7 separate regions of the Mus musculus genome follow, and regions 2, 3, 4, 5, 6 and 7 are each linked to region 1. A link is a contact called in public HiChIP or PLAC-seq and promoter capture Hi-C data. All regions are on one chromosome and are shown on one strand. The core of a region is the stretch at or near the end of the contact, and the rest is flanking DNA. Distances in the headings are between cores, read along the strand shown.

Region 1 (2,914 bases), core at 294-2,793:
TTGTTTCTGGGTTGCACCTTCCTGAAGAGCAAATACAGCAAGTAGAAGTTGCCAACGCTGAAGAGAAGATTGACAAATCTGAGCACCCCAATGGAGCAGATCACATGCTCAGACCATCCAAGGAGCCAGCTGGCAGGTTTGACCACACCGACCGACACCAGATACAGGCCAGGTAATGTAGTGATCATAGGATCCCACTTAGAAAGAAAAGACCACCAGTCAAGCACAGCAAGAGTTATCCCATTGATATAAAATGCCAAAAAAAGATAAATAAATAAATAATCAAGTTTCATTTGTCCTAATAATGAAGAACTTGGAGAGGATCGTCTATGACATAATTAATAAATCCTGGCAGACTAGACATCTCTTAAGTTTTATTTTTAAGATGTAGTGTGTGTGCCATGCACCTGAGTATACTTATTTGCAACATCTGCATGCAGGTACCCGAGGAAGCCAGAAGGTGGCACTGGATCCTCTGGACCTAGAGTCACAGATGGTTGTGAGCAGCTCACTGTGGTAGAAAGAAGTCTGGTAGCCTTCTCCAGGACAACAGCAAGAGCTCTCAACCACTGAGCTACCACCCCAGCCCCATTTTAAGAACGTTTTGCTCCCTGTCTCAAATCTGTCTGCCATTATTAAGGTGACAACAACCAACAGACAGTAAGTTATTCATTTCTACTTCCTAAGGCTTGCTCTTTAGAAAATGCATATTCTGCGACTAAATTGTCCAGGTCCCAATTTTACAAACTACCAGGCAAACAATAATGAGAACTCTGGTGGATCTTAAGATTCTTTGCACTGTGCATATTTCTGTAGTCAGATATGTATTTTTTTAAATGATGCAATCTGACTAGTTGCCAATTTAATCCAGACAACAGTAAGTTTCTACGACCAAGAATGAAGTTAGAATAAAACTATCAACTTTTGGGGGGCCCTAAGATCCTCCACTCCGCGTTCAAAATACCGGGTGGAAAACCTCATAGGTTAAGCTTTAGGTAGTTTTTAATGCATGTTCAAGGGAGCACCTGCATGTCTCTAGTGCTAGGGCTTAGTTAGACAAATCGGTCAACTGCCAAGAGGAGCTATCATCTTTATGCATTCACCTAACAAATATGCCATAATCTCGAGGCTAGGTACAGTCACTAGGCAGCTCCCTTCACGGTTTAAGTCTGGGAGGGCTGACGGGGAGAGGAAAGGCACAGGTTGGGAGGATCCGTCCCGGGGGCAGGGCCAGCAGAGACCAACCTGCGACAGGGAGAAGCGGCCCTCGCAGTACCGCTGCGCCTGCGGCAGGTGGAAGATCTCGTCCATGTACGGCTCCCGCAGAGCGCGGCTGAAGGCGGAGAAGAGCAGGCAGGACACCAGGAAGGTGCAGCTCAAGGCGGCCGAGAAGTAATAGCCCTCCAGCTGCGCCATGGCGGGCGGGCGGGCGGGCGGGCAGCCGCGTCCCGGGCCCAGCCCTGGGCAGCCCGGAGCGCCGAGCCCGGAACGCGGGCTCAGAGGCCCAGCGCTGCGGGACGAGGGACAGCAGGGAACAGGACGCAACGCAATGGATGCTGGGAGAGCGTCGGACGGAAGCGTGGGGGGGGGGGGGGTCACCGGTTCCGGAGTGGAGCATTTATGCAACGACGGGACGGTTTCTCTGTCAATCACTGCTCGCAGCTCTCAGAGTGGCCAGAGGCTGAGGGAGGGGCGGGTCTGGGCTCGGGCGCGGGAGCTGTTGTAGGTGATGCTGCCGCCGCCGCTAGGCTCTGGAAAAGAAGGGTGTCTTGTGTTGTCTGTTGCTCTCCAGAAGGCGATGAGTGGTCCCAGCTTTCTAACCTCCAAGCTCCCAAACTGCATTCGTTTGCGGTTATCCCTGTTCTCCATTGCCAGTGAGATGAGACGCTAAAACCATCATTACAATGCTTTTCCTCTCATCGTCTCTGGCTGATAATGAAGGTTGATGCTTTTTAGATGGAAACATACAACCAGCCCTTCGCTTCAGGGCGACTTTCCCTTTTGAAGAATCTATTCGTTTACAGGGCAATATTTTCCTGGTGCCTGGTGAGGAGTTGGGGCATTTGTAGGTGAGGAACACTCCTCCGTGAATATAATTTTAGTTGCTATTGCCGTGAGTGGTGGCTCACACTTGTACTGGCCCCATTTGAGAGGCTGAGGCAGGAGGATTGTTCCCAGTTCTAGATCAGCCTGGGACACTGTAAATGTCGTCCTTAAAAATAGGTAATAAATAGTCATTAATATCTGTCTCTGTTGGAGTACGTTTCCCTTATGCATCTTAATGTGTGGTGCGATGGAGTATTTATGTGTGTAGTCTCAAAAAGTGCTCACATGTATGAAGTTGAGGGCTACGGAGACTTCAGATAACCCCTTTATTGTGAGATTGGAATTGAGACTGACGGTGGAAGATATTTGAAGAAAGCTGAAGACAAAGTATGTTTTCAGCATGGTTGGTGATGCTTTGTAGGAAAAGCTTCTGGAAAATTCGGGTTGATTTTGCCAGCAGCACATCATATAGCAGCTGAGATTGCTTTTAAATTGTCAACCTTGGAATCAAAAGAAACTGGGTATTCTACTAGTTCTCCTCGACTATTAGAAATAACCAGAATTAAATTACGTTAGGATTCATGATGACGTTTCTTAACTCCCTCCACCCTTTACATCCTCTTTGATTACAGAGAACACGTTACACTTACCAATTTGAGACCATTCCCAGATAATTTAGTCTACAATTGACCTCAGGCCCAGTGGGCTTGCTCAATCATGGCCAGTGCATACCATAGAAGCTTCTGGCCCTTGCTAGATATGATGGATAAAGGGAAGAGCACAAGGCTGCCTTCCTATGCTAGACATTCTCGTCAGAATAATTGCCACTAAGAACTTGGTTGGACATCCAACTCCTTTTATATGTGCT
Region 2 (2,914 bases), core at 117-2,616, 970 kb before region 1:
CATATTCTAGCAGGGAGGTTTGCAGACTTCTATATACAATGTTTTTTTTTAAACAACTGACTATTTTATTTAATGTCTACACCCACTTCCCAGAATAGCATCGTTTCCATTTTACAGATAGAAGGCAAAGCTGAAGCACAGAGAGGACTAGTAACGAACACACAAGTGACCCGTTGTGATGTGACAATCACCATGTAGCTATCTTTCACTTCTTTAAATCAGGACAGATGTGGGGGTGTCAAAGTGCACTCCTGCCCTGGAACTACTATGGAGGATCAAAAGGGAGAGTCTGTGCATAATAAGGCCCAAGTATAAAATGATGCTTAGCTTAAGGGTCAAATAACACTAGCAGGTTAAAATAAGCCGTTCTACCTAACTGTGCTGGGCTCTGGCTTAAATGCACACCTTCAGGATAAGCCAGTCGTTGGAAAGACAGAAGAGAGGAGCAGAGAAAGGCTCTATCATGCAAAATCACCTTTGCCTTGCCTTCAAAAAAAGACCTTCAATTTATTAAAAATTATACAAAGTTTTGCTTGACTATTGATCCTTATGCCTTCCACTGGGAATGTGAATAATTTTTAAACTTTCTTGATTGTTGTCAAACAGCAAAAATGTTCATAGGAAGAAGCCAGCAGATTATCTCTGAGCCTAAAGAAAAACATGAAGAAAAAAAAAAAAAGTCTTGAAGAAATGCTTCCTAAAAATTGTTTTCCATCATAGGATCCCAGTTCGATTTCCCAGCTGATAAAATTCTTAAATTACCTCCAAACAAAAACAAACAAACAAACAAACAAAACACAAGGGAGATTTTTAAGTCACTTCGTAAGCAAATATTAATGTGTCAGATAACATTGCTAAACATAATCGTGGAGCAGAAAGAACTTTATTATCAGGACAAGTTAGTACCAAGGGATCTTGGGGAAGAACTCTGGGTGTAGCTCTGAGTGACTGTTTTCTGTAATACCCAAGCTCGCCTCCAGCTTATTTACAATAGCAGCCAATCTAATAGTTTCTGTGAATATCTGGGGAGAGTCGAAACAAGGGCGAAGGGCGGGAGTGAGGGGGGGGGGGGACAACATCTTCTGAACAAAACATTCTCAAGGATACATGTTTGCTATTTTGTCTTATGCCTCTCGCTGTTATCACTCTCTTGTCTGACTCCTTTCCCTGGGCCGGTTCCGTTAATCCTCTTGAGGCTCCTCCCTCCTCTCGCTGTTTCTTTCTCTCTGGGCTCATTAAAGCTGCTGCAATCCTTCCTTCCCTCTGCCTTCCCCTTTGTAGAAATCTTAGAGACGGGATGTATATTCTGAAACTTCTGAGGGTTTCTAAGTGCCGCTGAGCATGCTCAGTAGCTCTAAGGGAAGGTTTGTTCTCCAGCAGCTGACCTCATTCGACCTCTCCAGAAATAGATATTTAACTCTCTGAACTCCTGTTTAAGTATAGGATTTGTTTTGGCTCTCTCTTCGTTTTTAAGGTTCAAAGGGAAGAGGCCAGGAGTCCAGGGTCTCACCGCCCACGCAGCCAATGAGACGCCTGTGGGTGGAGCCTGGCCAGCTCTGGCTGCTGAGGGACTCGCCCCCGGAGGATGCGGTGGAGTTTGTGCTTTGCTGCATCCGTCACTGAAGAACAAAATAAGAGTAAAGGAGACAAGCTGCAGAGCATGGGAGGCTGTGGGGTCTTCTGAAACCTTTGCTGGGCTTTCCGCGGAGCATGAGCTTTTAAAACGAATTCTTTTCAAAGAAACCCATTTGTGTAGCTGGAAAAATGATACACATGCTAAATGCAGCAGCCTATCGGGTGAAATGGACCAGATCCGGTGCTGCTAAAAGGGCTGCCTGCCTGGTGGCTGCGGCATATGCTCTGAAAACCCTCTATCCCATCATTGGCAAGCGTTTAAAGCAGCCTGGCCACAGGAAGGCAAAAGCAGAAGCTTACTCGCCTGCAGAGAACAGAGAAATACTGCATTGCACGGAGATCATCTGTAAAAAACCTGCGCCGGGACTAAATGCAGCTTTTTTCAAACAGCTACTAGAACTTCGGAAAATCCTCTTTCCAAAACTTGTGACCACTGAAACGGGGTGGCTCTGCCTCCACTCGGTGGCTCTAATCTCAAGAACATTTCTCTCTATTTATGTGGCTGGTCTGGATGGGAAAATCGTGAAAAGCATCGTGGAAAAGAAGCCTCGGACTTTCATCATCAAATTAATCAAGTGGCTTATGATTGCTATCCCTGCTACCTTTGTCAACAGTGCTATCAGGTACCTGGAATGCAAACTGGCATTGGCCTTTAGAACTCGCTTAGTAGACCATGCCTATGAGACCTATTTCGCAAATCAGACTTATTATAAGGTGATAAATATGGATGGGAGGCTGGCAAACCCTGACCAGTCTCTTACCGAAGACATTATGATGTTCTCGCAATCTGTGGCTCACCTGTATTCCAACCTTACCAAACCTATTTTAGATGTCATTCTAACCTCCTATACTCTCATCCGGACAGCTACATCCAGAGGAGCAAGCCCTATAGGGCCCACCCTGTTAGCAGGACTTGTCGTGTATGCCACTGCTAAAGTACTGAAAGCTTGCTCGCCCAAATTTGGTTCGCTGGTGGCTGAAGAAGCCCACAGGAAAGGCTACCTGCGGTATGTCCACTCCCGAATCATAGCCAATGTAGAAGAAATTGCCTTCTACAGAGGACATAAGGTAAGACAGGCATTAAAGCAACGGGTGAAATGTGAGACTGTTCAGGCAGCCACTGCACTGCCAGATACCATCTGTTGTCTTGTTGACAGACCCACTTTCTGAGCATTTTACAGTCCCCGTGCCCCCCGCTCCACCCCCACCCGCCGTCCCCGTAGCTAAATCATGCTAAAATACATGAGCCCTTTAAATCGCCAGCCAGGAGAGAATGAAA
Region 3 (2,914 bases), core at 123-2,622, 930 kb before region 1:
TTCTTTACAATCTCATGCAAGTGAAATCATATACTATGTAGTTTTATGTATAACTCTGATTTTTAGTGAGAAAAATTAGTTATCTTAGTGTATGTCTTAATGTATGTATTACTTATACTAAGCTTACATTGTTAGTCTAACGATAGAGGGTACTTTAAAAAAAAACAAAACTGAACTGAATTTTACCAACTCTGTATTTTTCCTGCTGTGCTTTGAAATGCTGCTCTCTCTGAGGAGACTCAAGGGCACACTGTAGCTTGACATTTCTGACCAGCTGTCAGCCCATCTCTGGGAACTGGCTTGGGTTTCGTCCATAAATACTCAGTAATATGATCAGCAACACAGCCTGAGAGGGGTGGTGTAGTGAACTGCAAATGTGACCATTTTTCCATGTCTCTGTGTTAATGAGATAAGCCCTTCAATAAGAACAAGAGACATCAATAAAGAAAGCGTTTTAACCCAATGTTTCAAGTATTGGACTAATCAGTATTCATGATTGTAAAATGTATCAGGTAGCAAATAGTAAAAAGGCAGCACTTTTGCAAATGAATCAAATAAATTAGAAAGTTAAAGCCAGTGTAGGAAACTGGTAATGCTGAGGGATTGCCTCTTCCCATGCTCTCAGGGCCAATATGGTTCTGACAATGAGATTATGACACATACTGAGCTGTGATAGGAAAGATCTGCACTGGCAACAACAGAGAACTCTGGTCAGAAATGATACAATGCATTACAATAGAATTTGCTTTACAAGAGCCTTATAATTCTAATATTTAAAGAATGACCAGGAAAATCCTGTCTTGAAGGGATAGGTTTCTTCCTTCACATATCCTACACTACTTGTGATTCACAAAGGAGAAAAAAAAAAAAGCAAATGTCTAAGAGTTTGTGTCATTTAATACTTTAAGTATTAGTTCTACAAGTATCCACTCCTGGCTGTGTTGTTTGGTATATTTACACATACACACACACACACACACACACACACACACACACACACACACACACACAGCCTAACACTGCCAAGGAAACAGAAGTATGACTCATCTTACATTCCTTATGAGTTGCTATGACAACAGAATATAAAATACACATTTTTTTTTCTTCTTCGAAAATCTTCTTTAGCTCAAAGCACTCTAAAAAGGAAGGTACAAAATATGATGGACAGTGCAGAGAGGAGCTTTATACAAAAAGAAAATTTACCTAAATTTTCTTTCTCTTGTATACTTTTCTTCACCTTCTCTATTTAAATAAAATCACAAACAGTAATTAACACACAGAAAATTAATATTTCATCATAATATGAACCCACAAAGCTACTTCTTTACCGTTGTCTTGGGGAAAGTACAGCAATCATTAGAGACTTTCACAGTCCTATGGAGCGCTAACGGCTTGATGCCCCAGCATAGGGGAAGGCCAGGGTGGTGAGGTGGGAGTGGGTAGGTGGGTGGGGGAGCATCCTCACAGAAGCAGGGGGAGGAAGCTGGGATAAGGGGATTTCAGAGGGGAACCCGGGAAGGGGGGATAAAATTTGAATGTAAATAAATAAAATAACAATAAGAAAAATTTTTAAATTTAATTAATTAATTAAAAAAGAAATGCCTTTAACTCTTGCATCTGTCACTTCCATCTCCAGAGCCCAACTAATATGCAAGCACATTAGAAAAAAAAAAACTTATGAGGCTAAGAAGTCATTTATGTAAAATGAGATATTATTTTGATACTGGGGGCCATGAATGTGAAATAGAACAAGGTGCGGTACACAGAAGGACTTGGAGGGGAAATGGAAAGGGAAAATTATATTATGTAATTATATTAGAATCTCAAAAAATCAAAAATAGATAAATGGAAATAATTTCATGATGAAAACTGCCCTGGAATACTTTGAAACTAACTTTCAAAACTAAAATGAAAACATCAAATGATGGTGTCCACATGGTGACTTTAGTCCCTCTGAAGTTGTCAGGGTACCATTGTTATCCAAAGAAAGGCACAGCTGCAGAGCAATTTCACTCAGTTATTTGTTTGTTTATTTGTTTGTTTTCAGACCGAAGTATGCATTGCTGGATGAATGTACCAGTGCCGTGAGCATCGACGTTGAAGGAAAGATATTTCAGGCTGCTATTGGGGCTGGGATTTCCCTACTCTCCATAACACACAGGCCTTCTCTGTGGTACGTGCTCACAGCATCCTCCTCTGGGAGGGATGCTTTGTCTCTTCTCAGAAGATAACCTTGCTAAATGTTTCTGTGTGGAACATAAAATATTTCATTTGTTTTCTACCTGTATTTCTCTAATGTTCCCGCAAATATAGGTTAGCTCCCTGTGGCCTAATGTAACCTTCATGTGTTGTGTGGAAATGAACGTCACCTTCTAGTCATTCTGAGAAGCTACAGGAGAATCTGACAGTTGATCTGTACTAAAAAAATTATTTATCATAACACTAGAATGTACTGTGAAAGATTATGGAGTGGGTTAGGTTTAAGGTTAGGATATGATTACAAAATTTTTTTAAATTTACTTTAAAATCCAGTTTGTGTGTGGGATGTTAAAATTCCATAACTTAGTATTTCTAAAATTATCAAGTTAGAGGGATCACAGGAAATAATAAAATAATAATAATAAAGCTTTTTGTTGTTTGTTTTAAGAAAAAAAAAAGAACATGTCAAGAACAAGCATTAAATCCCTCATCACCATTCAAACAATGGTGATGAATCAGTGGAGATGGCAGACATCAAAAACAGTGTCATCTTCTTAAAGGGGAATGACCCTTTCAGCAAGTACCTTTAACCCACTGAGCCATCTCACTGTCCCTAGCCTTCATAGTTTAATGATAGGGTTAGGGGGGGGTGTTTTGTTTTGTTTTGTTTTGTTTTGTTTTTGTATTCTACAGCGTGACATACTTATAAATACAT
Region 4 (2,914 bases), core at 142-2,641, 850 kb before region 1:
ATATAGATGCCCCACTTGTGGCTGAGTACTCAGAGATACTTATTCTCTGGGCTTGTGACCAGGTGTGAGTTTCCGAATTAACCCCAGTCCATGGCACAAAGAAACTTCTCTGATGAGGTTTGAAAGCGGCACTAATATCTGGTATTGAAAGGAAAAGTATCACCCCAAGACCAAGTTCTCAGCACAAAGGAGATTTATTTGCCCCAGAAGGACAGACAGACAAAGACAGGAGACAGAGGAAGAGAGAGAAGGGGAGAAAGGGGTCAAGGGAAAGGGATAAGGGGTATTTGTCCACAGGGGACAAAGGACTGCTTCTGGATAGAAAGTAGATCTGTCATCTAAGCAAATGACAGTTTATACAGGTCAAAGGGGAAACCCTATGTTAGGATGAGTTTACTTTTAATTGGGCATTTTAATTAGGTGGGCCAAAGGGAGCTTTTGATTGTTGGACTTCAATATTTTGATAGCTGGACCTTGGTAGTCAGCCTTAGGAAGAACCAGTGGCCAAATAAGGGAATAGACCTTGATGTCTAGACTTAGGAGTGTAATCCAATGGTTGTTAGCAAGACAGAGGGGATGGGAGAGAAGGGCAAAGCCAGTCAGAGCCATGCTCGAGTGGGCTAGTGTTCTTTCAGGTAAAGAGATACAAATTTTGAGGGCAGTGCAAAATGATTGTAGTAGGTACACACACACACACACACACACACACACACACACACACACACCGGAGCCTGTGAACTCTCCAGCCGTCAATTATTGAGCAGATTCCAGAACTAGGCACTTGTCTTACAGGGTGGACCTTAAATCCCATCTGAAAGAAGGTGGTACTCTTGATAACATTCATGTCAATATTTCACTCATGGACAAGTCTGGCTACGCTGCGTACGGTGTTTTTAACTTTAAATTTCTCTGCCTTCAGACATCAACTATTTGCTCTTTCCATGAGTAAGGAAGCTAAGGGGCATGGTAGAATGACAGAGACACTCAGAAAATCACAGTTAGGCCTGCCACTCTGCTGAGGTCTTCTTGAAACAGCAGAGAGCATTCACACCTCCTAAGAGACAAGTTACTGAGGCGCTTACCCCCTGCATGCTTCGCTCCTGTTAAGCTGCTACTACAGCTGCGCGACAGGTGCACTGGGACAATTCTTTAAATGTGGCAAAGAGCCATCCTGCCTTTACCCACTTCTCAGTGGGTGGTCCTGAGACACAAAGCAGCCAAGGCATGCGCCTCCACTGATCTATTCATTAGGAATGACCTCCCAGTGAGACCATGTATCCCCCACACTGATCTCCTCATTAGGAATTTCTCTACTCGCTAGGGATGATTCCTTTTCAGAATCAATGTAGCAAAAACAACTGCTATTTTGTAACCTTGGTAAGTTCCTTCTTGGGCAAGCACAAGAGTAAACTGAAATCCAGGAATTCCTGCCATGTTAACACAGTGAAGCCAGTAATCAAACTCTGACACTTCTGAAAAGGAGAAGAGCCATTGCAACATAGCAGCAAAAGTATAAATCACCTTGATTAGAAGTGTTAAATCCCAGATTAACATAAAATGCAAGCATAACAGATTTCCACACACATTATTATGTAAGGGGGATTTAAAATCGATTTATATAATAATTGCAATCTCTAACCAGTAGATAACTCTAATAAACAGCTGTCTCCTCTTCCACGGTTCCCACCCTACTTGGATTAGAACTGTCTTTGGGAGTCCCTGGCTAGGATCCATCAGTTCAGTAATGAAACTAATGACCCCAGCGACAAACAGGCCATGAGGGAGAGCTCCGCAAAAGCAGATCGCAGTGTGGACCGGAGGCGCGGTTACTGTAAAATTAGGAGTGATACAACATTTAGAGACAATTTCTTGTAGATCAAATAGGAAATTTGGCTGGTAAACAAAGAAAGTTAATGGTTAAACTGTTATTTCCGAAGTGTTCCCTCCCTCTACCAAGACCAAATTTCCTATAACTATAAAAGAAGGTGTTTCATAAGATTAGTAGGATAAATGGAAATTTATATTCAAAGGCCAAGTTTGGATGATATGATAGTAGAGGATGAAAAAAAAAAAAACTTACAAACCTAGAAGGTGTATCTCTATAACTAACAGAAGTAAAGTTTTCCTTGTCTTTTTTTTAAGATTTATTTATTATTATATATAAGTACCCTGTAGTTGACTTCAGACGCACCAGAAAAGGGTGTCAGATCTCATAATGGGTGGTTGTGAGCCACCATGTGGTTGCTGGGATTTGAACTCAGGACCTTCAGAAGAGCTGTCAGTGCTCTTACCTGCTGAGCCATCTCACCAGCCCATTGCCTTGTTTTTAAATGTGTCTCACATGCATATGTACATGTGCCCACACATCTGTGATAGTAATGTTACATATGCCCTGCACATATCATGCGGTAGTTGAGCTTTTCTTTATCTAAATCTGTTCTTTCTCACTCTGAGTAGAAATTTTCAACAACTGAAATATTTAGCTGGTAATCTCAGAAACTGGTTGAGAAGAGATCATCCACCTTGACTTTGGGAGGACACAATGTTAAATCTAAATCACAAAACCATTCTGATTCGTTACTCTTCTCTTGGAGATAGTCGGCCAATGTAAGCAGCTTAAAAAGGCAGAGACTGCTATTGGTTGTGGTTGTAAACGGCTCATTCCGTCTGATGAGGCTGTGATAGAACAGAGAGAACACCATGGCGGCTAAGAAGCCACGAAAGGCACAGAAGGTGAAACTGGGCCAGAACACACTCCAGTGATCTGTTTCCTCCAGTTAGGTGTCACTCCCTGTCTTTCACACCTGCCGATAATGCCTTCCTACTATGAATACATCCCTTCACTGGATCCGAGTCCTTGTGATCTGTCACTGGAGAGACTGACCATCACAGGCACACCCAGAGTGTGTTTTGT
Region 5 (2,914 bases), core at 151-2,650, 830 kb before region 1:
TGAGACTAGAGATGGTCAGACACAGTTTGAGGTTGTTTTTGCATGGTGTGTAAATATTATGCAGAATTAGTTGTTAATCTTTAAAACTAAGGCGTTTTTCACATAAGGATTTGATTTTTCTTTTTCACTTGAGGAACAACAAACATACAACCAAACCAAAAATGTGGCCACACAGGATCTGGGTGCCAGTAGATCTAGTCCAGGCAGAATGGGGACAGCTACTTCCTTAGGAAGGGGCCCGCCTTCTCGGTTTTATTTTATATATTCTCGACTTTGCTTCCTCCACTTCCTTAAGCTACCTGCCCAGTTCTTGAAGCACATGATTTGTGACAGCTCTTTTTTGAGACACATAGGTACTGTTGCTATCTAAAGTGAAGACTTTGAGAAGGTAATATATGTTGCTTTGTTGCTGTAGGTTGATCTCTTGTTCTTGTCCTTTATCGCAGAAACGAGGTGGTCAGACCAGATCCATCCACGCCTGGACCTGTCAAGTTAGGACAAAATGTGGCTCCATTATGTTGGTGGAGAAATATCGAGGCTAGGGAAGGCTCTCCAGGGAGAGGCCGGAGGACAGCTTTGTTACCAGTTTGTCACACAAAGGGACATTATAAAGTTTTTTTTTACCTTCCACCTATGTTGTCTGTAACGATTTAAAGGTAAGAAACAAAGTACATAGGACTGCCTCTAAGAATAAATACCATAGGCCATCTACCCATGGGTATACAAGGTTCAAACTTCTTTCTGAACCCAATATACACTGTGTTCTAGGACACTCTCTGAGCAGGGCGATCAGGTGTGTGATTTTAGTTTTTATCTGCTTGGGCCAGTGCTTTTATTTAGATAGCGACATTTAATCTATTATACTGTTTTGTATGAACCCACATGTTTATTTACTGAAATGTACGGAACAGTCCACAAAAGATACTCTGTGGCAAAGCTAACAAAGGCTGTTTCCACAGAGCTATCTAAAGGCATGTGGAAGGACAATGATGACGTGCAGAACACACAATGGGACACTGTTGACAGAATCTCGGGATCCCGGAGGAGCTTTTGAAAGGCCAGCAGGGAAAGAAAATCCGTTTGCAAGGATTTACCACGCTGCACGCCTCCATGGAAAGCAGTTGTGGAAATGCTTGGCAGTACCAGGGCCCGGAGCACTTTGCATGTGCATAGGACCGAACAGTAATGCACTGAAGAGGCAGAGGGGTGGAAAATCGTTCCACGTCCCAAGAGATCGGGCAGAGGACAGGGCCAGGTTTGGGAAAGGGGTCAAGGTCCGTGCCACAGAGGGGGCAGGTGGCTGCGGGGACGCGCCTCCGGTGGATGGGAGGGGGAGGGGGGGTCGGCTCGCCTCCGCGCGGTGCCGCGCCCGCCTGGCCGTGCCGCCGGGGCGGGGCGCACCGGACCGGCCACGGCTGACGCAGGGCAGCGCGGAGCCTGGCGAGTGGGGGCAAGGGGCGGCGCCGCCCTGAGTCACCGCCCCCTCCCGCGCCTCCGCGCCGCCACCTTTCCATTCAGTCGCCCAACATGGCTGGAGCACGGCGCTGAGCCCTCGCCACCGTCACCGTCACCGCCGCCGCCGCCGTCACCACCGCCGCCGCCTGCCCGGAGCGCTCGGCACGGAGCTGAGCCCCGGGCGGCCGCAGGCATGTTGGGCGCTGCGGACGAGAGCTCGGTGCGCGTGGCTGTCAGGTGAGCTGCGGGTGGACAGGAAGGAAAGCTGAAGCCAGCAAGCGGACGAGCGGGCGGGCGGACTCTCCTGCTGCCCGCTCCGGGGCCGGTGCGTCGCATCGCTGCTTCTCGGGGGAACAGCAGTGGCTGCCCCGCACCCCCACACCCCGGAGGATCGGGCGCCGCTCGCTGCACGCACGGACGCCTCGCGTTTGGCCTCCGGGTGAGCGTCGCCCGGTGTCCCCGGGAGTCGCCGCTGCCGCCCTGCAGGTGGGCCCGAGGTGTCTGTCCCCACCCCCCACTCCCTCCTCTCCAGCCCAGCCCCTGCCGCGCCGGCTGGGTTCGGAGCCGCAGACAAAGCGTCGCGGTGACAAGCGCGCCGCCCGCGCCCACTCGGGTCCCCGCGATGGCGTGCGTCGCGACACCTGGCCTCGCAGGTGTGCTGGTAGGGAGTGTGTTGCGGGACATAGGCACCCGCGGGAGGTCTGGAGAAGGCAGGCAACGTCAGCCAGCCGGAGGGTTAGATGGGCGACTGGGAGAAACAACCTGAGGTTAGTTAAGCACCTTGGATGTTGACAGTGACATCACATACGCCTGGGGTTGAGTTTTGAAATGCTGGCTGTGTCACCTTGTTGTGGTTAGTGACGGTGACATGGACATTCGGTGTAGTTTGGCTGTTTTGATGCATCGCAAGAACTCCGACAGTTGCTCTTGGAAAACTGCAGCATCATCACACTGAAAAATTAATGAAGCATTCCTCTTAGACCAAGTGCATGGCTTCCATTGCTCTGATAGTATACTGTTAACTCAGTTACAATATAAAGATTATAAAGAGAGCCTGTCTTCAGAGAAAGCCAGAATTCGTAAACATCTGTCAGCGCCTTAGTCGAAAAATTGAAAGTTACATAATGTAAGCGTTCCTATGGTTATTTTAGTGACAAATCTTGATTAAGCCCAGAAGTGGCAGTTTTGCATGTCCTGGGTCTTTAATTGTCTTAAAGCTGGGCAGTGGTGGCACATGCCCTAATCCCAGCACTTGGGAGGCAGTGGCAGGCGGATTTCTGAGTTCAAGACCAGTCTGGTCTACAGAGTGAGTTCCAGGACAGCCAGGGCTACACAGAGAAACCCTGTCTCGAAAAACAAAACAAAACAAAACAAAACAAAACAAAAAAAGAATAAAAAGAAATGGGAAGGTATTTTGATTCCTTTATTCTGCAGATAATGGAATTACCATAGAATGGAG
Region 6 (2,914 bases), core at 136-2,635, 790 kb before region 1:
GCACAGAGAAAATGAGTCTGGAAGATAGAAGTGTGTTGGAAATGCCAACAGGAAAGACAGAGAGCATGTGTTTGTCTTTGGCCTCTTTTAAATGCCCTCCAATGCTCTGAGCCTCACAACAGCCTAAATGAGTAGTTAGTTTTGATTCTGATCATTTCTGTTTTTACAGACTGGGGATGTATATTATTTCCCATCAGCATTTTTTTTTTTAGTAGAAAAGCGAGGTATTTTTTTATTACTTTATAAGAGGCAAACTAAAGTAAATATATGCACAATAATAAGAAACACACATAATACAAAATGCTGTGTTCATTTAATGTTGTGCATGTGTGTATGTATATAGGGCTGATGTTTTGGGACTAGATGAGCTTTGGGGACTCGTTTCTGGAGAGACTGATTCTCCTTCTCTTAACAGCCATTGGTTGCCTGAAGTTTAATTTAATTAGCATTATTATTATTATTTTTAAAGTCAGAGGCATACTATGTAGTTATGGCTGGCATTGAACTCACAGAGATTATATGGCTGTCTTTAGATATTTGGGCTTCTGATTTCTTATGAATTATCAGAACTATACATATTGATATATCTGCCTCCCGAGTGCTGATATGAAAGGCATGTGTTATCATACCTAAACAAAAACTAAATACATAAATTCATATGCATACACATAATTTATTGTGTGTGTCTGTGCATGCCCATGCATACAGGTGCATCTCATCACACACCTTCATAGTCAAGGTCAAGGTCAGGAGTCTGCTTGCTGTTGCTACCATGTGAGTTCCAGGATTGAATTTAGGTCATCCGACTCAGCAGCAGGTACCTTTAATTGCTGAGACTTCTCTTTGGCCCAAGTTCCTAGGTCTGAATGGCTTAATAAAGGTAAAACAGCATGTGCTACATCATATCTGTTATGCAGATTCTCATAGACGAGATCTGTAGACTCTTCGTAGTTTCTTTTGACTTTGGCTACTATCTAGGGTTAAGGAATACCGTCTGTAAAATATTAATATATGAAAATCACAAGAATCTCATGACAGTTATAATGTTTAAATAGAATAAATTAAAAAGTGTCTGTTCATGCTTTATTTATGTCTCATTGTCTGCAAAGAGATTGGCCCAGAGTAGCAAGGGAGATTATCTGGAGAGAAACACATATAATTTCCTTTAAGATTTGGTTAAAGAAAATGAAATTTGAGTTAGTGAACGAGATAAGTAGACAAAGACTACATTTGACATTAACATGGCGTGTGCATTGCAGGCTGTACCAGACTTATCAAAAGAAAAAAAAAAAATCGGCTTAGCAGACACACTGCTTGGCTGCCCCTGAGCATTGATTAGCATCTGAATGGTGGGATGAAAAGAGCTGAAACCAAGCATTCCCAAAAGAGGCGCAGTGAGGGTTTCTGCCAGATGGATTCATTGTTAGATACTCAAGGCCTGGCATAGCTAGGACCTCTCTGGTCAGCAGCGCCACTGAATCCAATTTCTTAGGCTTCTTGTGGCTGTGCGAGCCTCAGCCTTGCATGGCTTGAAACCTGATCTACTTTTCTTCTCTTTCCATGCTCTTCCTAACAAAGCTGGAAAGCCTATTGTGAGACTCGAAGGACGTTCTATGAAGTCACTCCAAAACTCGTTACAGGGCCATGTACATTGTACGTGCTTTGATGCTCAACCTTGCCCAACCTTTCTTTGTAATACACACACACACACACACACACACACACACACACACACACACTTTAAATTCTCATTCCACTGTGATATAGTGGTAATTAAAGTTTTAGTCCTTTCCATCAGTCCTTTGGAGAAAGTATATTAAAACAACAACAACAACAACAACAACAACAACAACAACAATCTGTTAGCCTAATAGAACTTGGCTTAGTCTTGGTTTCCTAGACAGTAGAGCCAGGAACTCTTGCTCTTCCAGGAGTACAGTCTTGGTGCAGCAAGATCGAGGGAAGAATGAGGCAAAGCAGGGAGAGATGTCGGATATGAGGCAGGCACTCATGATTGATTTGTAAACACAAGCAGCATTGTCTCTGTGGGAGCCATCTGGAAATACTCAGTCCGAACCAACAGAGGAAGGACAGGGGAATCCTTTCTCTCTTTTTTTCCTTACCCTGTTATTTTCACGGGTGAGCCTTTGCACGTAGCCCTCATGGGTCCTGCTACTTGGGCATGTGTGCATGGCTGCTGGAGAGTCAGATCTTACGACCCATGGAGTAGGTAGGTCTCTATTTGGGTCTAGAAATGGGAGGAGGTATCTATAGCCAAGCGGCAGCAGGTCTTATGCGGTGCTATGGGCGCCCTCTAGATGAAGCTGAGGCGGATTAAGTGGTTAAGTGGCTAGTGCAGGAGGGAGGGGTTCAGAGCTCAGTGAAGGATTAACACTGAGTTCAGTTCACAGAGATTCTTGAGGATGCTATTCATTTCTGAAAGATTTCCATGTGACGATGTTCACTTTTAATGTGAGTATCAAATATCATTCTTAAAGGACGCATTTTCCCACAAGCTCAACCATATTGACTCTTTGACCATTGAGGGCAATGACGTGACTGTTCTGGATCCCTTCAGCCCGGGACTGTGAGAACACAGTGCGACAAATGCTCTCAGCTGAGGAAAGCCCCAACTGCTTGTTTGTCCCCAGCTGAGGGAGCCCCTCCTGTGGTCAGTGTGGCCTTTCCACTTGCCATTTGCCTCCTGGCCAGCATAAATGATTGACAGACGTTGTGTGCGGAATTACAGGATTCAACAAAGAAACAAAGGAGCAACCGACTGCTTATAAATGCAGCCGGTCTCGTGAGCGAGCCTGGGAGGAAAGGCTCAGCAACCCAGAGGTAATCTCCTTTATGCACGGCAAAATCCATCACACACACACGACCGCAATCCCAGGGCAGCGGTCAGCAGTTG
Region 7 (2,914 bases), core at 155-2,654, 790 kb after region 1:
AGTATTAAGGAAGTTAAAATACCCACCTGCACGTTTATCTGTCTGTGTCCTGACCCTGTACTCCTCTGCTTCTCCAGTGCTGGGATTAAAGGGGAGATAGCCTACATCTTTAAGCCAGCTCCCACAGCCTGGAGCAGGGGATGCCTCTCTCCAGCTCTCAGTGGGCCATGTAGGAAAACTGCTCATGGTTTTGACAATTCTAAAAAATTTTGTTTTGAAGTCAATTTTCTCTCTCTCTTTTTTTTTTAGGAGATCGGTCTGGAAACACCTCAGCTGTCTGCTTCACAGATTGCTCTTAAGGCTGCTCTCTGATTGGCTCCTCTGCTGCCACCCCATTAATTCTCTTACCACCTTTCTTCTCTCACTATGTAGCCTGGCTGGCCTGGAACCCAGTATATAGACTAGACTGTCCTCAGATTCACAGGTAATTAACCACCGATTTCAGTTTCCTGAATGCTTCCCCCGCGTTCTTATACACACACACACACACACACACACACACACACACCCCGCACCCGCACAATGAACTCTCTTCCCTTTTTTTTTTTTTAAGATTTATTTATTATATGTAAGTACACTGTAGCTGTCTTCAGACGCACCAGAAGAGGGCGTCAGATCTCATTACGGGTGGTTGTGAGCCATCATGTGGTTGCTGGGATTTGAACTCAGGACCTTCGGAAGAACAGTCAGTGCTCTTAACCACTGAGCCATCTCGCCAGCCCCCACTCCCTAGGCTTTCTAAAAAAGAATTATTTATTTTTTATGTGTATGAGTACACTGTGGCTATTTTCAGACACACCAGAAGAGGGCATCGGATCCCATTACATACAGACTGTTGTGAGCCACCACATGGTTGGCGGGAATTGAACTCAGGACCTCTGGAAGAGGGATCAGTGCTCTTAACCGCTTAGCCACCTCTTCAGCCCCATCCCTAGACTTTAAAGGAAAGTCTTTTCTTAACTCTAAGGTCTCATGTTCAATTCTCCCTCCCCTACACCGAAACTCGTAGCTTTGAGGCCCTTTCATTCTAATAAACCTCATCCTTCAGATGAATTATGGATTGTGTAAGCTTCCTTTCTAAGCTGACCATTAACGTCTCCCTCTTCCCGATATTTAACAGGAGAGAGACACACTCTCTCGAGAAAGAAAAATACTTTAAGTTATTGTGTTGGGTCACATTAATGGCGCTCATGCGGTCTATGCAGCGCTGGACACGCCGGACTGATTCTTATTACGCCTTCCAGCATCACATATACACCTGCTGCCTTGTGGAAAGGGGAATCGTTAGAACCTACGTTTTCATTCTTCCATTCACTTACCCCAACTGTCACCACAGGCTCGGCTAATCTACTCCCTAGTAGAGTGTCTCACACAGCAGCTGTTATAAAGGAGCCGCAAACTACCATCGTCCATTCATTGGCCAGAGCCTGGCTCGTAAGCTTTGCGGAGCTACTGTCCAACCGCCCACGGCGCTCGGGATTGGCCTACGTCACTTCCTTGGTTCCGGACACAGTCCACGCAGTAACTTGTTTTTGCAGAGACTGATAGGCGGATCGGGCGTGGCCCGAGCGCGCCCCACTCAGGGAAAGCTGCCGTCCCTCTTTGCCTTTGAGCGCCGCAGCCCTGAGAATCGCATCTGGCTTGGAAACGGTCCCAGGACTGGAGCCACCAAGAAAGCCGAAGGCAGTCGCGAAGAGCCGAGGACGCCCAGAGACTCTGCGGCTTCCGGGAAGCGGAACCGAGCCTACCCGGAAGGAGCCAACCTCACCTGAGGCTCGCTGAGCACCGGCAGGCGTTAAACCTAACGGAGCCCACGTCATGGCGGCAGACGGGACAGGGGTAGTCGGAGGAGGGGCTGTCGGCGGCGGCCTGCCCAAGGACGGTTTGCAGGATGCTAAGTGCCCAGAGCCAATCCCCAATCGGCGGCGCGCTTCCTCGCTGTCCCGTGACGCGCAGCGCCGAGCCTATCAGTGGTGCCGGGAGTACCTGGGCGGGGCCTGGCGCCGAGCGCGGCCGGAGGAGCTGAGCGTTTGTCCCGTGAGGTCAGGGGTCAGCCCTGGGGACCCTGGGGACACTCCCAGTTCGGTCGCCGTCAGTGCTACGCGGGGGGGTGGGGGGTGGGGGCAGGTCTGCAGCCTGCTGTGCTGGGGGGCGGGGTCCCCCTTCGGGACTTGGGAGGTCCTCTCGGGAAGGGTGTCTAGAGTGGGTCCCACCAATCGGGGGGACGACCCTTGCTGAGCCTGACCTGTGTGGATCTGCAGCGGAGGCCTCAGCAACCTGCTCTTCCGATGCTCACTACCGAACCACGTACCCAGTGTGGGCGGGGAGCCCCGGGAGGTGCTGCTACGACTCTACGGGGCCATCCTGCAGGTGAGGGAAAAGAAGGATCGTAACTTGGGAGTTCGGACATCTGGAGCAAGTGGTGCAGAAAGTGGTGTCTTATTTGTGTAGCTGAATATGCTGAAGCTCAAGAATTCTCAGTCAGTAAGAGCAGAAGTCCAAGCTATTGTAGATGAAGCCGATTTGGGCCAGTACCCACGTACCTCTGGCTTTTTCTGACATGAGCCCCTTTGCCATACATCTTTTATCAGGGTGTAGACTCCTTGGTATTAGAAAGCGTGATGTTCGCCATTCTCGCAGAGCGGTCTCTAGGGCCCCAGCTTTACGGAGTGTTTCCAGAGGGCCGCTTGGAACAGTACCTCCCAGTAAGAGCCCAGTTTTTGTTGTTTTTACCCCAAGTCTTTACCCTTCCCAAAGTCTGCCTTCACATCCCAGGTAGGGAAATTTCCCTAAGACCTTGATCTCCTCCCATCCCGTATCCCTTCCCCCTCCCGCCCCAGCCCCCTCACCACCCTGATAGGTTACTGGGTACAGAGCCGGCCGTTGAAAACTCAAGAGCTCCGGGACCCAGTGT

The links. Promoter capture Hi-C pulls out the DNA fragments that hold promoters and counts their contacts. HiChIP or PLAC-seq counts read pairs in DNA pulled down with a chosen protein or histone mark. Capture Hi-C pulls out chosen DNA fragments and counts their contacts.
Region 2: a contact with region 1 is called in a promoter capture Hi-C map of liver, with 3 times the contacts expected there. The contact joins the promoter of Abcd2 here to the promoter of Alg10b in region 1. A contact is called at or near these places in 12 of 39 promoter capture datasets (the 3T3-L1 cell line, 3T3-L1-derived adipocytes, the C10 cell line and 7 more), 2 of 484 Hi-C or Micro-C datasets (the 3T3-L1 cell line and bone marrow-derived macrophages), 7 of 115 datasets of contacts at active chromatin or transcription factors (the NIH/3T3 cell line, astrocytes, cardiomyocytes and 4 more) and 2 of 9 other capture datasets (adipose tissue and liver).
Region 3: a contact with region 1 is called in an H3K27ac HiChIP or PLAC-seq map of the NIH/3T3 cell line, with 7 times the contacts expected there. The contact joins the enhancer-like site here to the promoter of Alg10b in region 1. A contact is called at or near these places in 9 of 39 promoter capture datasets (the 3T3-L1 cell line, cranial neural crest, embryonic stem cells and 5 more), 7 of 484 Hi-C or Micro-C datasets (bone marrow-derived macrophages, cerebral cortex, cortical neurons and 2 more) and 5 of 115 datasets of contacts at active chromatin or transcription factors (the NIH/3T3 cell line, astrocytes, bone marrow-derived macrophages and 1 more).
Region 4: a contact with region 1 is called in an H3K4me3 HiChIP or PLAC-seq map of neural tube, with 20 times the contacts expected there. The contact joins the enhancer-like site here to the promoter of Alg10b in region 1. A contact is called at or near these places in 9 of 39 promoter capture datasets (the 3T3-L1 cell line, embryonic stem cells, hippocampal neurons and 3 more) and 5 of 115 datasets of contacts at active chromatin or transcription factors (astrocytes, embryonic hindbrain, embryonic limb bud and 2 more).
Region 5: a contact with region 1 is called in an H3K4me3 HiChIP or PLAC-seq map of embryonic stem cells, with 4 times the contacts expected there. The contact joins the promoter of Kif21a here to the promoter of Alg10b in region 1. A contact is called at or near these places in 6 of 39 promoter capture datasets (the 3T3-L1 cell line, cranial neural crest, frontonasal cranial neural crest and 3 more), 4 of 484 Hi-C or Micro-C datasets (LSK cells, cortical neurons and embryonic stem cells) and 8 of 115 datasets of contacts at active chromatin or transcription factors (the NIH/3T3 cell line, VIP interneurons, astrocytes and 4 more).
Region 6: a contact with region 1 is called in an H3K4me3 HiChIP or PLAC-seq map of embryonic forebrain, with 4 times the contacts expected there. The contact joins the enhancer-like site here to the promoter of Alg10b in region 1. A contact is called at or near these places in 1 of 39 promoter capture datasets (cranial neural crest), 10 of 115 datasets of contacts at active chromatin or transcription factors (astrocytes, differentiating embryonic stem cells, embryonic brain and 5 more) and 1 of 9 other capture datasets (embryonic stem cells).
Region 7: a promoter capture Hi-C map of pre-B cells shows a contact between it and region 1, with 6 times the contacts expected there. The contact joins the promoter of C730034F03Rik here to the promoter of Alg10b in region 1. A contact is called at or near these places in 7 of 39 promoter capture datasets (the 3T3-L1 cell line, the C10 cell line, hippocampal neurons and 3 more), 3 of 484 Hi-C or Micro-C datasets (the HPC-7 cell line, erythroblasts and pre-B cells), 3 of 115 datasets of contacts at active chromatin or transcription factors (astrocytes, bone marrow-derived macrophages and extraembryonic endoderm stem cells) and 2 of 9 other capture datasets (embryonic stem cells and liver).

The regions. Positions count from the first base shown.
Region 1 is chr15:90,222,940-90,225,853 of GRCm38.p6, reverse strand. It overlaps Alg10b (asparagine-linked glycosylation 10B (alpha-1,2-glucosyltransferase)), which reads right to left and starts at 1,543. Exons shown (of 3, transcript NM_001033441.3): 1 at 1,246-1,543; 2 at 1-197. The coding sequence starts at 1,416. It overlaps Mir7648 (microRNA 7648), which reads right to left and starts at 1,494; the gene lies at 1,442-1,494.
Region 2 is chr15:91,190,459-91,193,372 of GRCm38.p6, reverse strand. Abcd2 (ATP-binding cassette, sub-family D (ALD), member 2) reads left to right here and starts at 1,366. Exons shown (of 10, transcript NM_011994.3): 1 at 1,366-2,703. The coding sequence starts at 1,765.
Region 3 is chr15:91,150,914-91,153,827 of GRCm38.p6, reverse strand. Abcd2 (ATP-binding cassette, sub-family D (ALD), member 2) reads left to right here. Exons shown (of 10, transcript NM_011994.3): 9 at 2,048-2,173. Among named protein-coding and RNA genes, the nearest start is that of Abcd2, 40 kb to the left of the region's middle. Within about 2 kb of position 1,372, at least 21 of the 459 cell types and tissues checked have an H3K27ac peak or open chromatin away from gene starts, as enhancers often do. A contact at or near this core is called in the NIH/3T3 cell line and cortical neurons, where this site is marked.
Region 4 is chr15:91,076,483-91,079,396 of GRCm38.p6, reverse strand. No RefSeq gene overlaps it. Among named protein-coding and RNA genes, the nearest start is that of Gm36710, 27 kb to the right of the region's middle. Within about 2 kb of position 1,391, at least 33 of the 459 cell types and tissues checked have an H3K27ac peak or open chromatin away from gene starts, as enhancers often do. A contact at or near this core is called in astrocytes, liver, neural tube and 1 more, where this site is marked.
Region 5 is chr15:91,048,437-91,051,350 of GRCm38.p6, reverse strand. It overlaps Kif21a (kinesin family member 21A), which reads left to right and starts at 1,400. Exons shown (of 37, transcript NM_001109040.2): 1 at 1,400-1,692. The coding sequence starts at 1,649. It overlaps Gm52215, which reads right to left. Exons shown (of 2, transcript XM_030248879.1): 2 at 1,450-2,406. The coding sequence starts at 2,139. The coding sequence ends at 1,474. It overlaps Gm36710 (a long non-coding RNA gene), which reads left to right and starts at 298. Exons shown (of 2, transcript XR_384343.1): 1 at 298-353; 2 at 447-628.
Region 6 is chr15:91,017,237-91,020,150 of GRCm38.p6, reverse strand. The region is part of intron 1 of Kif21a (kinesin family member 21A); the gene reads left to right. Among named protein-coding and RNA genes, the nearest start is that of Gm52216, 9.9 kb to the left of the region's middle. RefSeq lists an enhancer at 103-2,914. Within about 2 kb of position 1,385, at least 90 of the 459 cell types and tissues checked have an H3K27ac peak or open chromatin away from gene starts, as enhancers often do. A contact at or near this core is called in astrocytes, differentiating embryonic stem cells, embryonic brain and 4 more, where this site is marked.
Region 7 is chr15:89,428,505-89,431,418 of GRCm38.p6, reverse strand. It overlaps C730034F03Rik (a long non-coding RNA gene), which reads right to left and starts at 1,404. Exons shown (of 4, transcript XR_875570.1): 1 at 1,320-1,404. It overlaps Chkb (choline kinase beta), which reads left to right and starts at 1,492. Exons shown (of 11, transcript NM_007692.6): 1 at 1,492-2,042; 2 at 2,262-2,370; 3 at 2,592-2,705; 4 at 2,875-2,914. The coding sequence starts at 1,819. Gm44502 (predicted readthrough transcript (NMD candidate), 44502) reads left to right here and starts at 1,492. Exons shown (of 27, transcript NR_004843.2): 1 at 1,492-2,042; 2 at 2,262-2,370; 3 at 2,592-2,914.